Linked DNA regions of Mus musculus: all the other regions are linked to region 1. A link is a contact called in public Hi-C and HiChIP or PLAC-seq data. All regions are on one chromosome and are shown on one strand. The core of a region is the stretch at or near the end of the contact, and the rest is flanking DNA. Distances in the headings are between cores, read along the strand shown.

Evidence for each region. A called contact is a pair of places that touch in the nucleus more often than the background predicts. HiChIP or PLAC-seq counts read pairs in DNA pulled down with a chosen protein or histone mark.
Region 2: a FOXA1 HiChIP or PLAC-seq map of pancreatic cancer cells shows a contact between it and region 1. The contact joins two enhancer-like sites. A contact is called at or near these places in 2 of 484 Hi-C or Micro-C datasets (CD4 T cells and embryonic fibroblasts) and 2 of 115 datasets of contacts at active chromatin or transcription factors (CD8 T cells and pancreatic cancer cells).
Region 3: a Hi-C map of pancreatic cancer cells shows a contact between it and region 1, with 2.4 times the contacts expected there. The contact joins two enhancer-like sites. A contact is called at or near these places in 1 of 484 Hi-C or Micro-C datasets (pancreatic cancer cells) and 1 of 115 datasets of contacts at active chromatin or transcription factors (pancreatic cancer cells).
Region 4: a FOXA1 HiChIP or PLAC-seq map of pancreatic cancer cells shows a contact between it and region 1. The contact joins two enhancer-like sites. A contact is called at or near these places in 3 of 484 Hi-C or Micro-C datasets (adipose-derived mesenchymal stem cells, pancreatic cancer cells and uterus) and 2 of 115 datasets of contacts at active chromatin or transcription factors (a colorectal cancer cell line and pancreatic cancer cells).

Annotation. Positions count from the first base shown.
Region 1 is chr15:61,444,984-61,448,686 of GRCm38.p6, reverse strand. No RefSeq gene overlaps it. Among named protein-coding and RNA genes, the nearest start is that of Gm24696, 89 kb to the right of the region's middle. Within about 2 kb of position 2,141, at least 22 of the 459 cell types and tissues checked have an H3K27ac peak or open chromatin away from gene starts, as enhancers often do. A contact at or near this core is called in a colorectal cancer cell line and pancreatic cancer cells, where this site is marked.
Region 2 is chr15:61,653,419-61,657,121 of GRCm38.p6, reverse strand. No RefSeq gene overlaps it. Among named protein-coding and RNA genes, the nearest start is that of D030024E09Rik, 120 kb to the left of the region's middle. Within about 2 kb of position 2,076, at least 18 of the 459 cell types and tissues checked have an H3K27ac peak or open chromatin away from gene starts, as enhancers often do. A contact at or near this core is called in pancreatic cancer cells, where this site is marked.
Region 3 is chr15:61,240,025-61,243,727 of GRCm38.p6, reverse strand. No RefSeq gene overlaps it. Among named protein-coding and RNA genes, the nearest start is that of Gm29904, 47 kb to the left of the region's middle. Within about 2 kb of position 1,772, at least 51 of the 459 cell types and tissues checked have an H3K27ac peak or open chromatin away from gene starts, as enhancers often do. A contact at or near this core is called in pancreatic cancer cells, where this site is marked.
Region 4 is chr15:61,606,584-61,610,286 of GRCm38.p6, reverse strand. No RefSeq gene overlaps it. Among named protein-coding and RNA genes, the nearest start is that of D030024E09Rik, 170 kb to the left of the region's middle. Within about 2 kb of position 1,671, at least 78 of the 459 cell types and tissues checked have an H3K27ac peak or open chromatin away from gene starts, as enhancers often do. A contact at or near this core is called in a colorectal cancer cell line and pancreatic cancer cells, where this site is marked.

The sequences.
Region 1 (3,703 bases), core at 892-3,391:
CCCAGGATGACACCCTCCATGTTGTGCTGCTTGAGCCACTTGTCAGCTTGTAGACCCGCATCCTGTCAAGGGCATGTCTCACCAACTGGTAAGGCCCATTCAAACTTTCTACAGTACTGGCTATAAAGGCCATTTGTACACAGAGTTGAGAGTTCCCAATTCAGGAATTTCCCAGACTTTCAACACTATTATTGCTTTCACTTAAACATGTACAGAGTATTTTATCTTTGTCACATACTGTTTAAATACCAAGGGCACTCAGCATTTCCAAGGTAAAGATTTCCCTTACTTTTTCTCCACATACCTTTTCCTACTTTGCTATGTATATACCTAGTTAGTATGTGAACATCTCTTTACTCCTTACTTTTTTCAGATAGGGAATAAGGAATTGAACAATTTATTAAAAATAGGAGCTGAACTGAGTTGAGCATAGCAAAACAGAGAGTAGCCTCTTGTACCTCTCTTTCAATGACAGACTTATTAAATTCTCTCTCTCTCTCTCTCTCTCTCTCTCTCTCTCTCTCTCTCTCTGTGTGTGTGTGTGTGTGTGTGTGTGTGTGTGTGTGTGTGTGTGTTTTATGAAGGCACGTGTATATGCATGTGCCTGCCTGTGGAGACTAGAGGTCAAAAACAGGTATATGTCTTCTTCTCTTCTTCTGTTTAAGTCTTCACTTTATTTTCTGAGATACTACCTCCCACTGAATCTATTTTGCTTAGACTGGTTGGCCAGTAAGCCCTTAGAATTCTCTTGTCTCCATCTCTCACAAGCCCCATAGCCAGTTTAGAGAGGCATGCTTCTGTGACCAGCTTCCTGTAAGTGCAGGATACCCAAGCTCACGTCCTCATGCTTGTATACCAAGCACATTATCCTCAGAACCATTTCCCTAGCTCCTTGCTGACTTTTGGTTTTTGACAGTAGAGGTTTCACATTCTAAAACCTGATGTAATATTATGCATTCAATCCCTAAATTTAGTCTTTTGGCTACTATGCTGCATCAAGTATTCTTATTTCATCTCCCAACTAAAGATTCTTAAAACAGTATTCACTTTGCCCCTAACTTAGGCCTATCATATTGACAGGGGAGCTCTCTTGGACATTAGTTATAACAGCAAACCCTATAGAAGCTAGGTAGAGTATTAGTGGAATGTAGCGTGATGGATAGGAAGGTACCACAGAAACCAGTTGTTTTATATCCCCTTTTCATAAGTGCAAAAATCAGAAGCTCAGAGAAAAAGTGTTTGTCTAATTATAATAGCTATCTTCTCACCATGAGCCACAATTAGAAAACTGTTTTCTGAACTACTAGTATGTACAAAGACACTAAGAGGAACAATGGCATAGCTTAAGAAACACACAGACACACAGACACTGACACACAGACACACAGACACACACACACCCAGACACACACACACGCACACACACACCCAGACACACACACACACACCTGCTGACTCTGTTATTACAGGTATCTAGAGAAAAGAAAGGATTTGAATCACAGGTACAACTTATAACAATGACATCTTTAACGACCCAGAATTAGTGACATCTTCAGACAATTGTGTCTGTCTTGATGACAGTGACTAAAGATAATAAAATGCATTTGCTTGGCTGAGAATGAGTAAGGAAAGAAATGAGCCATATATATTGCTACAGCTGAGGGTTTGGATTCTTCTTTTCCAGACTGGCACTGTAATCTCAGGAACTGACTACAAGAGTATGGTAGGATAACAGTTAATGCTACTCCAGATCTCTGAGCAAATGAACCATACCCAAAAGAGTTTTCTTTCATTTTCCACCTCTCCTACTTCTGTCTACATCTGAAAGCTAGACAAAGCTCTTCGCTACGAGGCAGAGGATAAAAACTGATTGCTAAAATGAGCTGTTCTTAAATTGAACCAAAATGTACCAGCAACCAATTTTAAAGATAATGATGTGAATTTTATTTAATCCTCACTATTTGGGCTAGTTTCGGTTTCCCAAGCACCGACTGCTCAATAAATGGACAATATAAATAAACAATGCATCTATTTCACAAGACACCTGTGATTAACAGGGAACATTATCTTAACCTCTTTGTAGCCTTTTCTCTGTCAACTCATAAACTTCTTATTTGCTCTGTGACTCAGCATACCTGTGACAATAACTATATAGCAATTCATTGATATCAACAGGATGTTTGGTTTGGGTTAGCCATGAATAAATACTGATACCACTAATCCAAAAAATCACCAGTATGATAAAAATAAATATTCTGACCTTGCGGTGAGTGAGTAATTGGACATGAATTACATTTGTCTTTCTGATAATGATGCAAAGCAGAATGGCAGAGCAAAGGGACATCCTGTATTTATGTGCTCCTACTACAATGGGTAATTAAGTGGAGTTGAATAGTTTAAGGTCATACTGTGGTCCTTGCCCTTGCTTTGTGCAGTTGAAGTGGGGGTGGTAAACACCAATGCCCTCCAATAGCAAGGGCCAGGAGCACAGTGCTAGTTGTTACTCTGGGCTATGCTATGCCTAGTTTAGCTGCCTGTCTTGAGCTCAAGTGAGATGAATTATGGGCATGTCATAAATAGTAAGAGACTTGTAATATATAAGTTAATATTATTGCTTCTCTATAAATAATTTATGTTTTTAGCCCCATTTCAAGTCAATGGCTCTTAACCCTTATGAACAGTGGTGAATTACATTACAATAAATGCTAGAAGATCTCTTTTCAGAGGAGGAATACAGCCCTAAACATATTTATGTGCATACATTCAATGCTGTTTTTATGAAATTCCAGAAGGTTCTTAGAACTTAAGCAAACAGATTTTTAGGGCTGCATGAGATCTAGATCACAATTTATTGATTCAAGGTGTTTTGGTGTAAATAAATAAACAAACAAATAAATAAATGGCTTTTTGTACTGTCCAACAGAGAAACTAGGGCATAGATAGATGTCTTTTTCTAATCATATCTTCAGTAGTCGTACAGGTCTATAATCCCAACACTCAGGAGGCCAAGATACATAGTAGACGATATCCTTGAAATGCAAGAGTGTCAGGCCACCCAGGCAAGGCTACACACCATAATACTCTTTAATAAGCATTTCCAAGTCCCATTGAAACTTGAAAACTGAGGCAGAGAAGTGTTAAATAACTTGTTCAAGATCAGAACTGGCTTTCAGAACACAAGACTTCTGTTGAATCACAGGGCCTCACTACTGAAAGGAATCTTGTTTTGCTGAGTTCTCTGTGGTGGTCAACTCAAAAGTTTGATCCTGCACCTTTGCCTCATTGCAGTCACTAAGCAGATTCAGTGGGTTTAGAAACCAGTACAGGAAGTCAGGAGGTAAGTAATGGAGGGTATTGGAAGGAGTAGGGAGTGGCTCTCGTCAAAGCACATGCCATCCTGGTATTAAATTCTCAAACAATATGAGAATACATTATGTGCACATATGAACACTTTCAAAGAATAAATAATGAAATATAGTGAGCAAAAGACCAGGTGTTTTGTTGTAACATATATCTTAATTTCAGCAGCTGAGAGTCGGAAGCAAGTAGATGCTGTGGTCCAGGACAGCCTGCGCTATCCACTCTGTCTCAGACCAAAGACCAACAAGTCATCATTGCTTTCATTGTCTCTTAGAAGTAATAATCTTGCCTATGATCACACAGTTGTTCTCCGTTAAGATAGATCTGACCCCTTATGATCCCT
Region 2 (3,703 bases), core at 827-3,326, 210 kb before region 1:
TCTCCTCCTTTAGAAGGATCCTGTGATGTGTTAGGTCCACATGCTATTCCAGTTAACATCTCCATCTCAAAGTCTTTGATTTAATGACATCTGCAAGTTTCTTTTGCTATATAAAGTAACACATCACCAGGCTTCAAGGGGGATATGTATGGATATCTTAACCTGGGTAGAAATGTCTGGGGGCAGTGTTGTTTCTGGAAAAAGGGCAGGCTTAAGTGGGAGTCTTATTCTTACTATCAGCTCAGCCTTGAGAAATGATCTCCTATTCATGAGGATGCTTCCTGTCCCAAGATTTTTGAAAGGATATAATATTTGATGAAGGCACGTACTAAGCATCCTACAAGCATGGTGCCAGGATGCTCATGATGCTTGTAGATTGGGGGAAAGAGCTTAGCCATTAGCATACTTGGGTCTTTATCTGCCTTTCTGGGGAAAAATTTAGTACTAAGCTCTGTAAATGTCAGATTCCTCTCAAGGTGCTCATCTGACGATTCATGCTAAGAGCTTGCCCAACCTCAGACTGTCTTTCCTCAACCTCTGCACTGCTGACATTTTGGGGGGCAGATGCTGCTTTGATGGGGAAGCTTCTCTTCTTGTCAGATGTGGTGTCTCCTCTTTGTGATGAGCCAGTCATCGAAACTCCACCATAATGACTGCACACTTGGACTCACAAATGGCAATTTGCTGTTAAGACATTTACATTCATCAAAAGATGGCCTAGTCGGCCATCACTGCAAAGAGAGGCCCATTGGACTTGCAAACTTTATATGCCCCAGTACAGGGGAACGCCAGGGCCAAAAAGGGGGAGTGGGTGGGTAGGGGAGTGGGGGTGGGTGGGTATGGGGGACCTTTGGGATAGCATTGAAAATGTAAACGAGGAAAATACCTAATTAAAAAACTTAAAAAAAAAGATATTTACATTCAGTGTAAATGAAGAACCTGGTTTAGGATTTGATAGAAGGTGATTGATGGTAAAGGGGCTTTGCTTTGTCAAACCATGAATCTGACTTCTAACTTCATGGACTTTTTCTTGTTTCTTGACCCTATTTTTGTGCCATGTCTAGAGAAGTATGCTTTAATCTGGACTATGCTTTGTAGTCCCCAAATGTAGATGATATAATATGAAGCCCTATTGAATGGATTTCTGAAAATAAAGTATGAGCCTAATAAGCATTTCTACTTGGTTTTTTTTTATGGCAAACTTTACTCCCATTAAATTAATTCATCTCCACATTGCTCAATACCAACTGGAGCCCAGCTTTGATCCTTCTGGTGGGTGGTCAGAAGCCCTAGGGCAGGTTTGGCTTGGCCTGGTGATTGGGACCAAACAGCTGTGTGGTCCTGGGCAAGACCTTTCACCATTCTGACTTCTTCAGGCAAAAGGCTCCAGTGGCTTGCATCTGATGTATCCTTTTGGCACCAGTGTTGTGGGTTTGTAACTCATCTATGATGATCCATAAGATCTAACCTGCACTGGCAATAAAGCAGGTCTTCAGTTGTTGCTAATAACAGGTCTGGGTTAGAAACAGCTGCTCTGGCCTGAAGTGAGAACCTACATGTCTCCTTGCTTTCTGGAAGAGCCTCACAGGTGGAAATCACTCATCAGCTTTTGATATTGATGTCCAGTGGCGCTACCTCCAACATGAAGACACTTATAAGTTCAAACAGAGTAATCAGGCATGGGAAAGTTATTAAAGTGGAGATTGGGGTTTCTTGAAAGTATTTGTTGTTGTTAGTGTTGTTGTTAAAGCATTTAGAGGATACACGGTTTTTATTCTTGTCAGGAGTACTACAACATTCAGTTAGGTAGTCTGGAAGGGTGATTGACACCCCAAGTGTTACAATGGCAGTCATTGTTGAATAGTAGCTTTCCATTTTTCTCTCTCTGACTTTCTGTCCCTGTCTCAGAGCAGATGGCATGCTAAGTTCAGGTTCTATCTTCCCTGCCCTTCACTAGTCAAGCAAAAACCACACTTTCCTTGGAAAAACTTCTGAATCACATGATTTCATCCTGGGGAGTCTCCTCCACATGACATCTGGACAGCTGTGTTGACAGAATGACTCACTCTTTGACTGATCATTCATTCATTCTTCATTCACTGATTCATACCCACTTAGAGTTTACTTTGTGCTGGATTCTAAAGAGATAACAGGAAATAAAACACATAAGCTGTCTGTCTTTATGGAACTCACATTCTATCAGACTTGGCCATCACTGCAACTGAACTCAAGTCAACTCATCGGTTAAGGATTCCCACCCAGTCACAGCTCAGTTTGGATGATGTTTTCAGAGAACTCATGTGTGCATGATGTGCTTGTCCACGGCACCACTTCATTGATGTCCTCTATTTCATCTCTCAAGATCACATCTTTGGCTGCCAGGTACTGCAGGCTGTACTCACTCACAGACAGGTCGTTGACTACAACAAGTGATGTATGCCTTTATAGTATGCTGGAGTATGTCTTATCTCTTCATACCTCAGTATCCTTAGAACTGTCAATGATGCTGTAAGAGGGGCATCATTGTCCCTCCTGTTGTCATATCTATCTATCTATCTATCTATCTATCTATCTATCTATCTATCTGTCTATCATCTATCTATCTATCTATCTATCTACCTACCTACCTATCATCTATCTACCTACCTTTCTATCTATCTATCTATCTATCTATCTATCTGTCTGTCTATCATCTATCTATCTATCTATCTATCTATCTATCTACTATCTAATATGCCTTTCACCTAAAAGGTAAGATTTTTATATGTGCATGTACACATTGCCAAGTACTACCTCCTTTAGAACCCAGCTTTGGAACATACGTGGCATGTGTATTTTAAGGCTCATATTCACTCATTTATTTGTTCACTTACTAGGGACTAAAAAGCAGAACAGAAAAATTCATAGCTAGGACTGAGTTCAAAAGCACAGAAAAAACAAACAAACAAACAAACTGAAACCAACATAAGCTTATGAGAAGCCTATGTGTCTATCTCCAGAGGTAGGGAGCACAGGCATTCCTGACTACATACCTGCCTGAAAATATTCTGAGGCCCAGCAAGGCGAGTTATACTCCAGGAATTGCAATACCTTAGAAAGGCTGATGCCCAAACAGACCTCACTTACTCTTAGTTAATGAACTTGTTAATTATTAACATCACTTCATTATTTTAAGAACCTGCCTATGCATTTTGCCAATACCAAGCACCATGCTTGCCATTCAGTTGTTGAAGCTAAACCAGAGTACATTATGTCTAAACCCAGCAATCCAAGCATCTTGCCCTTTGCAGAAAGACCCACATTTTCACACAGGCCTCTTTTCCACTCCCACACTCATTGAAGTCAGTGCAAAAGAAATTTACATTCCTGGCCAGTCAGAATATCGGAATATTATTATTTATTTAAACCTCATTACCTGCAAGCTTCCTTCATGAAACCAATTAAGAAGTCTCCTAAAGACAGAAATAATATTATACTTGGTGTAACTGTTCAGTAATGTGTTAGAAACCTCTGTAGGTTTTGACAATTTTTTGTGTCTCATTTTTAAGAGGAAGGCCAGGGAATTTGGCCTCTGCTGCTATGTGCTGGTTATGGCTTTCCAGAGAATGAAACTATGGGTGTGTTAAAGGTGGGGGTTGAGGCAGGGAGTGGGGACTGACAGGGAATGTGGGTACTTAAGGTGTCAAATTTTACATGTCTGGGT
Region 3 (3,703 bases), core at 523-3,022, 200 kb after region 1:
TCTCTCTCTCTCTCTCTCTCTCTCTCTCTCTCTCTCTCTCTCTCTCCCTCTCTCTCTCTCTCTCTCTCTCTCTCTCTCTCTCTCTCTCTCTCTCTCTCTCTCTCCCATCCCTGTAACAAATATACATAAAGCCATGTTAAATGGTATTCATAGCACATCCTGTATATTATTCAGTCTTTTCAATCTTGAAATTTTCTCCATCATGTGAGTGATACATACACAGACACACACACACACACACACACACACACACACACACACACACACATGTTTATATATATATAACATACATATACATATGTATATGTATATATATGTATCAGCTTCATTCAAAATTTCAGGCCATGGTCAGGTTCTTTGTCACTTGAATTCAACTTACAACAGTCTAAGTCTTCTCTAGACCTCAGTGCCAGCCTTTTGAATATCTCTCCTACAAATCAGTTCCAAAGGCCCACCTAGCATGTCTCTAGCCAAGTTTATGAAAGTCATTTCTCTGCTACTTTTCCATATTATCTTCTTTTTTTAATCATTCTCATGAGATAGCTGATGGAAACAATGTACAGGCAAAAGATTTCATGAAATACTGTCCATCATGATGAAGAAGCTATGGTGCCTTGGGATATGTCTTTGGAGTTGGGAACCATAGTGCAATTTCCTCATATCACAATAGTTAGATGTGAACTGGAGAAAAGAATGTGAGTGGCCAGAGGGTAAGGGAGGAGTAGTAAGGTTTTACAAAGTTTGTAAAAGTAGGTTTGTATGTCATAAATACATTCAGGGAATCTGTTATATAACAATGCAGTTTGAGTTAATAACATTAAGTATTAAAAATTGTGAATAAAGTAAGTTTTCAATATTCTCAGTATATATGAGGTGATGCAGTGATATATATTAATCAGTTTACCACGTACTATGTACAATGTACATATACTAGTATACCATGCTGTCCAACACACACACACGTGTGTGTGTATATATATATATGTATGTATATGTATATATATATACACACATACATATATGTGTGTGTATTTATATGTGTTTGTATATATGTGTATATGTGTGTGTGTATTTGTGTGTATCATAAAATAAAACATTAAAATGTAAGGATGTACATGTTTAGTGAGAATAAACATAAGCTGCAGTGCTATTTACATTGATGATAAGAACATATGGGCACTGAGACAATGCACAGTAGCTGCTGAGCTATCAGCCCTACATCTCAGAAAAGAGGATGTAGGAAATGATGAAACTATACACACACAAGGAAGTCAGCTTCACAGTGTTTGTAGTTGACACAAAGGAAATAGTTAAAATCTCAAAAAGCAGACTGTAGACAGGGGGGAAATTGGGCAGGGAAAGAGCATTTACAAGATTGTTCATTGTGTTATAAACACAGGCAGACCAAATATCTCCAGGCACTCTTAGGTCATGTCTGAGATAAACATGAATGAGATCGTGAAATTTCAGCTGAATAAAGTGTAGCCGAGATCTTTCAAGATTGTTGAAATTGCATTCCCATGTCCTTTTTTAACTTCAAGCATGCCTATGTGCATCTGTCAGTCTGGGTCATTTTGAGTGTGATTCTGCAACTCTATTTAGAACAGGCAAAGAAAGCACAGAATTTGGATCTACAGAGGATGGACCTTGTTCTTCTTAGTACCTCTGCTGTCAAGGGAAGGAGACAATGACCTGTGTTCAATAGACTCATTTCCTCTTCCTCACAAGTCTACTGCGCCTCTTTGCCAGATCCATTTCACCATGGGATGAGTCCATATAAGTGACTGAATGTGGTCAGTGGAATGTGGGCAAGAAGTGATATGAGTAATTTCTAGTCTGGCCATGCCCAACATTCTTCAAATGACTTTTCAGGCTCCTATTTTTTTCTATCAGTGTCTTCCTTAGACAAAGACCTATTTCAGATCTCTGAGGCAACAGAAGACATTGGTACCATAAGGACAATAGAAGAAACTGGGTCTCTATACCTCCACTTGGACTGCCATTTCCCACACTGTTAATGGGAGAAATGTACTTTATAAGGTAAAAATTGGAACATGTGTGTGACTGGTTGCAGAAAGACTATATCCTGCTTCATACAGCACATGGTTTAAACTCTTGGAGCCTCAGTTTCACTATCCATGCTACAATTCATTGGCTCTCATAAGAACTGAATGTAAAGCATGTCTACATACACATGCATTATGTGTTTATTCTCATCTCTGTTCATTTTATGCTCACACGCCAACTTGGGCAAGGCTGCCTCTCTGCACACCTCCATAGGTTGCCATATAATTTTATGCATGGGTCAAGCACAATATGAATCATGGCTCTTGTGTTCCCCATCCCAGACACATGAGCAAATTTCAAAGAAAGAGCATAGTTACTTCTAAATAAATGTGACAGAAGCAATTGTTATCACTTTAATAAAAAGATTAACTAAAGCAACAATGATTTTAAAAGTGAAATAATTTATAGCTTTGCTATCATGGCTTGGTAATGTCCTTGTGTGTAAATACAAAGGATACTTAATCTCTTATTTAAATTGTCTGAATTACTCCTCTGTTCTGATAATAAAACAGCCCTTAGGTATCTTATTTGATATCAAGTAGACAAAGGAAAGTCTGATCAACATTCAACTTTAGTGCTTAGGCACATTTTATGTTGATTGGGACCTAAACTTCCCCAGCAACAATTGCTACCGAGTCAGTTTGCTCTTCAGATGCCCATGGCTGGAACTGAATGTGTACCAACTGGAACTGATTACTTGAAACTTGAACAGTTCGGGGTTTAATAGAGTTAATTTGGGTGTTCTAGCTACCACCAGGCTGTCTTTACTTTCAAAGTCATATAAGAGCCAGAATTTTAGGCAATGCAGGGGGGAGGCATTGTCACTATGCTCCGACAGTCTAAAAGGCACTCTGATGGGCTCTCACAGAAGATTTCAATCTTCAGGAAGAAACTGGTAGAAGCAAAGGAATGCATTTTTAGAAGGTGGCTTCCTGTAGTCATTTGCCTCCCATTTGTGTGAACATCTGAACAGAGAAAAAGAAAAATGACAACATTACTAGATTCTGGCATCTGGAAATTGTGAAGCATAGAGTTTTTACACTAATTTAATGCACATTCTCACATTACAGTCATGTTTAACAGTTACCCATGTGCCACTCAGAGAGATGCATTGTATGAAAAGAATTTTGGCAGCACAGACTCTTCAGGCTGTGGGCATAAGAAAGGAAACACTTGTGCAGACTACCAATTTAGCATTTATTCAGTTAACTTCCTGGAATGTGGGGATGGGAAGAGGATTTAGAGCCTAACTCATTCCAATCCTTTTTTCTAACATGTGAGGAAACTGAGTCTCAGACATGGGGAGTGACTCACAATACAGAAACAGATGTGACAAAGAGCAGCAGGGTCCCTGCAGGGCCCAGGATGCAAAGATACACGAAACACACTTGGATGAGCTTTTTATTTGCCTTCTAACAGTGGCCCCATTACTGTTTGTGCCCACACTAGACAAAGAACGAAAGCAGATGGTTATCTCAGATCATCACGATCTTTTTTTTTTTTACTTGATCAGGTGACAGCCTAGCAGAATGTGATTTTATCCTTCAGCCCCCAAGACCCAGTCAAAGCAGTAGCCTAGGATCATGTTTTACCTTTTCAATATCCTTTTTTTTTTCTACTGTCTTTCTAAATGTCT
Region 4 (3,703 bases), core at 422-2,921, 160 kb before region 1:
GCATGTTTGTGAATAGGTTACTTTTTTTTTCTGTGAAAAAAGAAAATATCATTTTCATCTTCTCATAGGAATCTCAGAAAATTTCTTTTACTAGTATATAACAAGGGACAGATTTTGATTCTGCCCCCCCAAATTAAAATTTATTTAATAAATCTCTTCTTTAGTAAATTGAAAGTGTATATTTCATGTCACACATGCCCATGAGCAGATATATGTCATATTCATATATATATATATATGATGTATATGTGTATACAATAGGAAGGAATAGAGGGTGGGTTTTATGGTCCAGGCAGGAAGCTCCAGAACGCACTGTCTATGCTTGCTCATACTAGTGGCTAACCCTGGAATGCAGCACTCACCCATCTCGCCTCGGAAAAATGCTGTGTATGCTTCACAGCCCTACCCTGCGCAGCCCTACTCCCAGTTAGTACATTGCCTAAGCCCATGCACTTTTCTTTTCTTGCTCAGCGCAGTACCCAGGATGGTGCTTGCACATAGCAGAAACCCCACTCAGATTTCTCATCGACACACATACAGATAGCCAGTAGGTGTCAAATTCCAGAAAACTTGTTCCACTCCTTTGGTTAAGCCCCCCCCCCCCCATTCAAGAAATCACATTCTGCAGCAGTTACTAGCAGAACTGCCCCACCTGCGAAAGGAATGGGGTGGACCAGCCAGGGGAAGAACCAAGAGAATGTTTAACTAAATAAATGGTGGCATTGACTTGAAATTAATAATGGAAAATAACTGTAATTTGTGTTAATTTATAGAAACAAAGCACATTTTATAAGCAGAACCTGCCCCCGCCATATTGTTCATTGCTGTGTCCTTTACAATAGAAAACTCCTTGATTTTTCCATCCAATGACCATCAGAAACACCAGTGAATGAGGGAAGGAATAGCCAGTATAGAAAAAAACTGCTAAGTGTTTCAAATGTGTATATGTGTGTGAAAGTGAGAATGCGTGAGAGTGTGTATGTGTGTCTGAGTGCGTGTGTGTGTGTGTGTGTGTGTGAGAGAGAGAGAGAGAGAGAGAGAGAGAGAGAGTATGTGTGTGTGTGTATGTGTGTCTGAATGTGTGTGTATGTGTGGGTTAACATGCAAAGCAGAAACTTAATGCATACAGATGTTACTGACTCCAAACAGTAACACACAAGGCAAGTTTCCTTATCGTTTCCATTTTCAGATAGAGAAATTAAAATGGCAATCCCTAGACCAAGAAACAACCACATTTGACATTTCTGCACATCACACTACCTACAAAATACCTCATTTTGTTTTCATCAAATAGTCCAAGGTATGAGGGCTGGAGTTTAATCTTCTGTGCTTTGTGACACAGAAGTGATGAAGACCACTTCTTCTCTAAGAGACTATGAGATTTAATTAGGGAAGTGGTTATAAAAACATGTCGAAGTTCAAAAGTGCTTTTCCTTGTCAGGGCCCATGACTATATTTCCAAATAGGACAACCTAGCTTTTAAAGCCACTTGCCTGGAATGAGTCTGCAAATCCCTTAGAGAGAATGATAGGGAGAGTTAGTGCCTGATGCCTAACATGGCCCATATGGTTTTGCAGAGATTCCATAAGTAAAGAGGAGAGCAAGAAGTCTAGCTTGTTAGTGTTCGAGTGTGGGAACAGTACGAGTTTGCTCTGTGATGATTCTAACATTCAGGAATGTTGGCACCTTCTCTTCCTGACTTTGCATTAGGAAACCAGGGCGTGTTGAGTAACAGGATGTACGTTCATGCTGTTTTTGGTTTCTTTGGGGGTTCATTTTGGGAAATCTTCTTTCAAGATAGAGCTTCAATGTTAGACTCAGGAAAGCCCTTTAACCTCGGGGCTGCTGCCTCCAACGTGGACTAAAGGTCCTGGTGGAGTAAGAGTTGGATGCTGTTCCTCATGAGTTAGGAGTCATTGTTTGCAAATGTGCTCCCCAATGAAAAAGGATTAGGTCCTGGACAGTAGAGAACATTATGTTCATATTGCAAAATCTTGATATGATCTAGTAAGGGCTGATGGGGATTTGATAAGCCAATCTTCTTGGCTGAAAATGTCATCGCTGATCTCTATTTATTGCTATATCCCACCCCACATTTGTTCTTCACAATATAAGGCAAGACTTAGAGGAATCCCTTTGGCTCTGTCAGAATTACCATAGGGATGTGGGAAGACACCGAGGCTCCATGCCATAAATTAATTTTGATCATATGATATGTGACTTAGGTACCCTGTTGCAATTCTGCAGCTCAATGTCTTTCCTTTGAAAACTGGAACCATCCTTCATCTTCTTTTTCTTTTTCTTTTTTGTTAAAGAAAAAAAAAACTAGTTGGGAATTTAATGATTGTCATTACCTACTGACTTCCAGAGAAATTTAAAGAAATGTCCCTATGAGAGACAATCTTACATAGTGACTATGACACAAATTTCTATTCTGTATGTTTCCACAAAAGTTAGTTAACATTTTAAAAATCTTAGTTTCTTCCACTGAAAAGGATAGATAAAAATGGCAATGCCTAGTCCAGGCATTAAAAATTAAAGGCTGTGATCTCTGAGTTGAAGAACTTAGCACAAAACACTAGCACATTGTAAAATCAATAAATACTAGGTATGGCCATTATCTCCATTGTATGGCGAATGGTTAGAAAAGCATCATAAAATGTTATATGCATGAGGAAAGTATTATTATCTCTTAACATTTGCTCTTTTGTTGACCAAAAGGAATTTCAAGGCTTACAAATTATTCTTTGGGAAAATGAATTATTCACCAGGTTATTGGCCTCAGTACTTTTCATCTTCAGCAAGAAAAAGAATAATGAAGAATCTGCAGCTTTGACCTACCATATAGGCCACATCTAAAAAAGTTCAGCACAGCAAGTAACTGGCTGCAGTTTTTTTTTTCTTTTTTTTTCTAGTTCAGTGCTTTTCCCACAGATTAGGATCCATATGGAAGAGATGCCTGGGAAGTGAATTTCCATATAAGGAGCTTCTTACTAAGTTTCTTTCATAACTCTACATACATGTATATCCAGAAATAGGTATAAAACACTTGGGGAGATATAAAAAACAGGAGAAGTCACTTCTTCGGTGGAAAATAATATGTGATAATAAGATAAGCCATAATCGCCAGACAACTGGACTTTCTATTTTGTATGGCATTTTGACACCTGGGGAAGGAAGCTAACAGACAGAGCATCAGCGTCACCACTGTTGAGCTTTAAAGGATGTACGCAGAGCTTTCAAGTTCTTAGGGATACGTCTGAGAAGACGGTCAAGACTTTACACACTTCTCTGTCATGACTCTACACAGGATTCTCAGAAACATTGGAAGGAAAGAAAGGTAGTAGCACTCTAACTGAACAGGGACCAATGATTAACAATTGACACTTAATCCTGGGTCTCAATTCTATTTCCACTTGGTTAATCAGACCCTGTTTTGTAGCTCTTATTTTCAAACTGACTTGACTTTTTCTTTCTACATCAGACTCTCTGAACTTATGAGAAGAAGATGTGATGGTAGAACCAGGTGGCTGGAACACAAAGATGGAAAAAACAAACAAACAGAGATCCCTAATTAGAATGCAGAAAATAGTTGAAAGAATGTGAAAAAGACTGAATTCTTGGAACAAAAAGGAAGCATGTCTTCATGTAATGAATGTGCAGTTATTGAAGCAAAAAGGCTGGACATAAAAGCCATTTATTT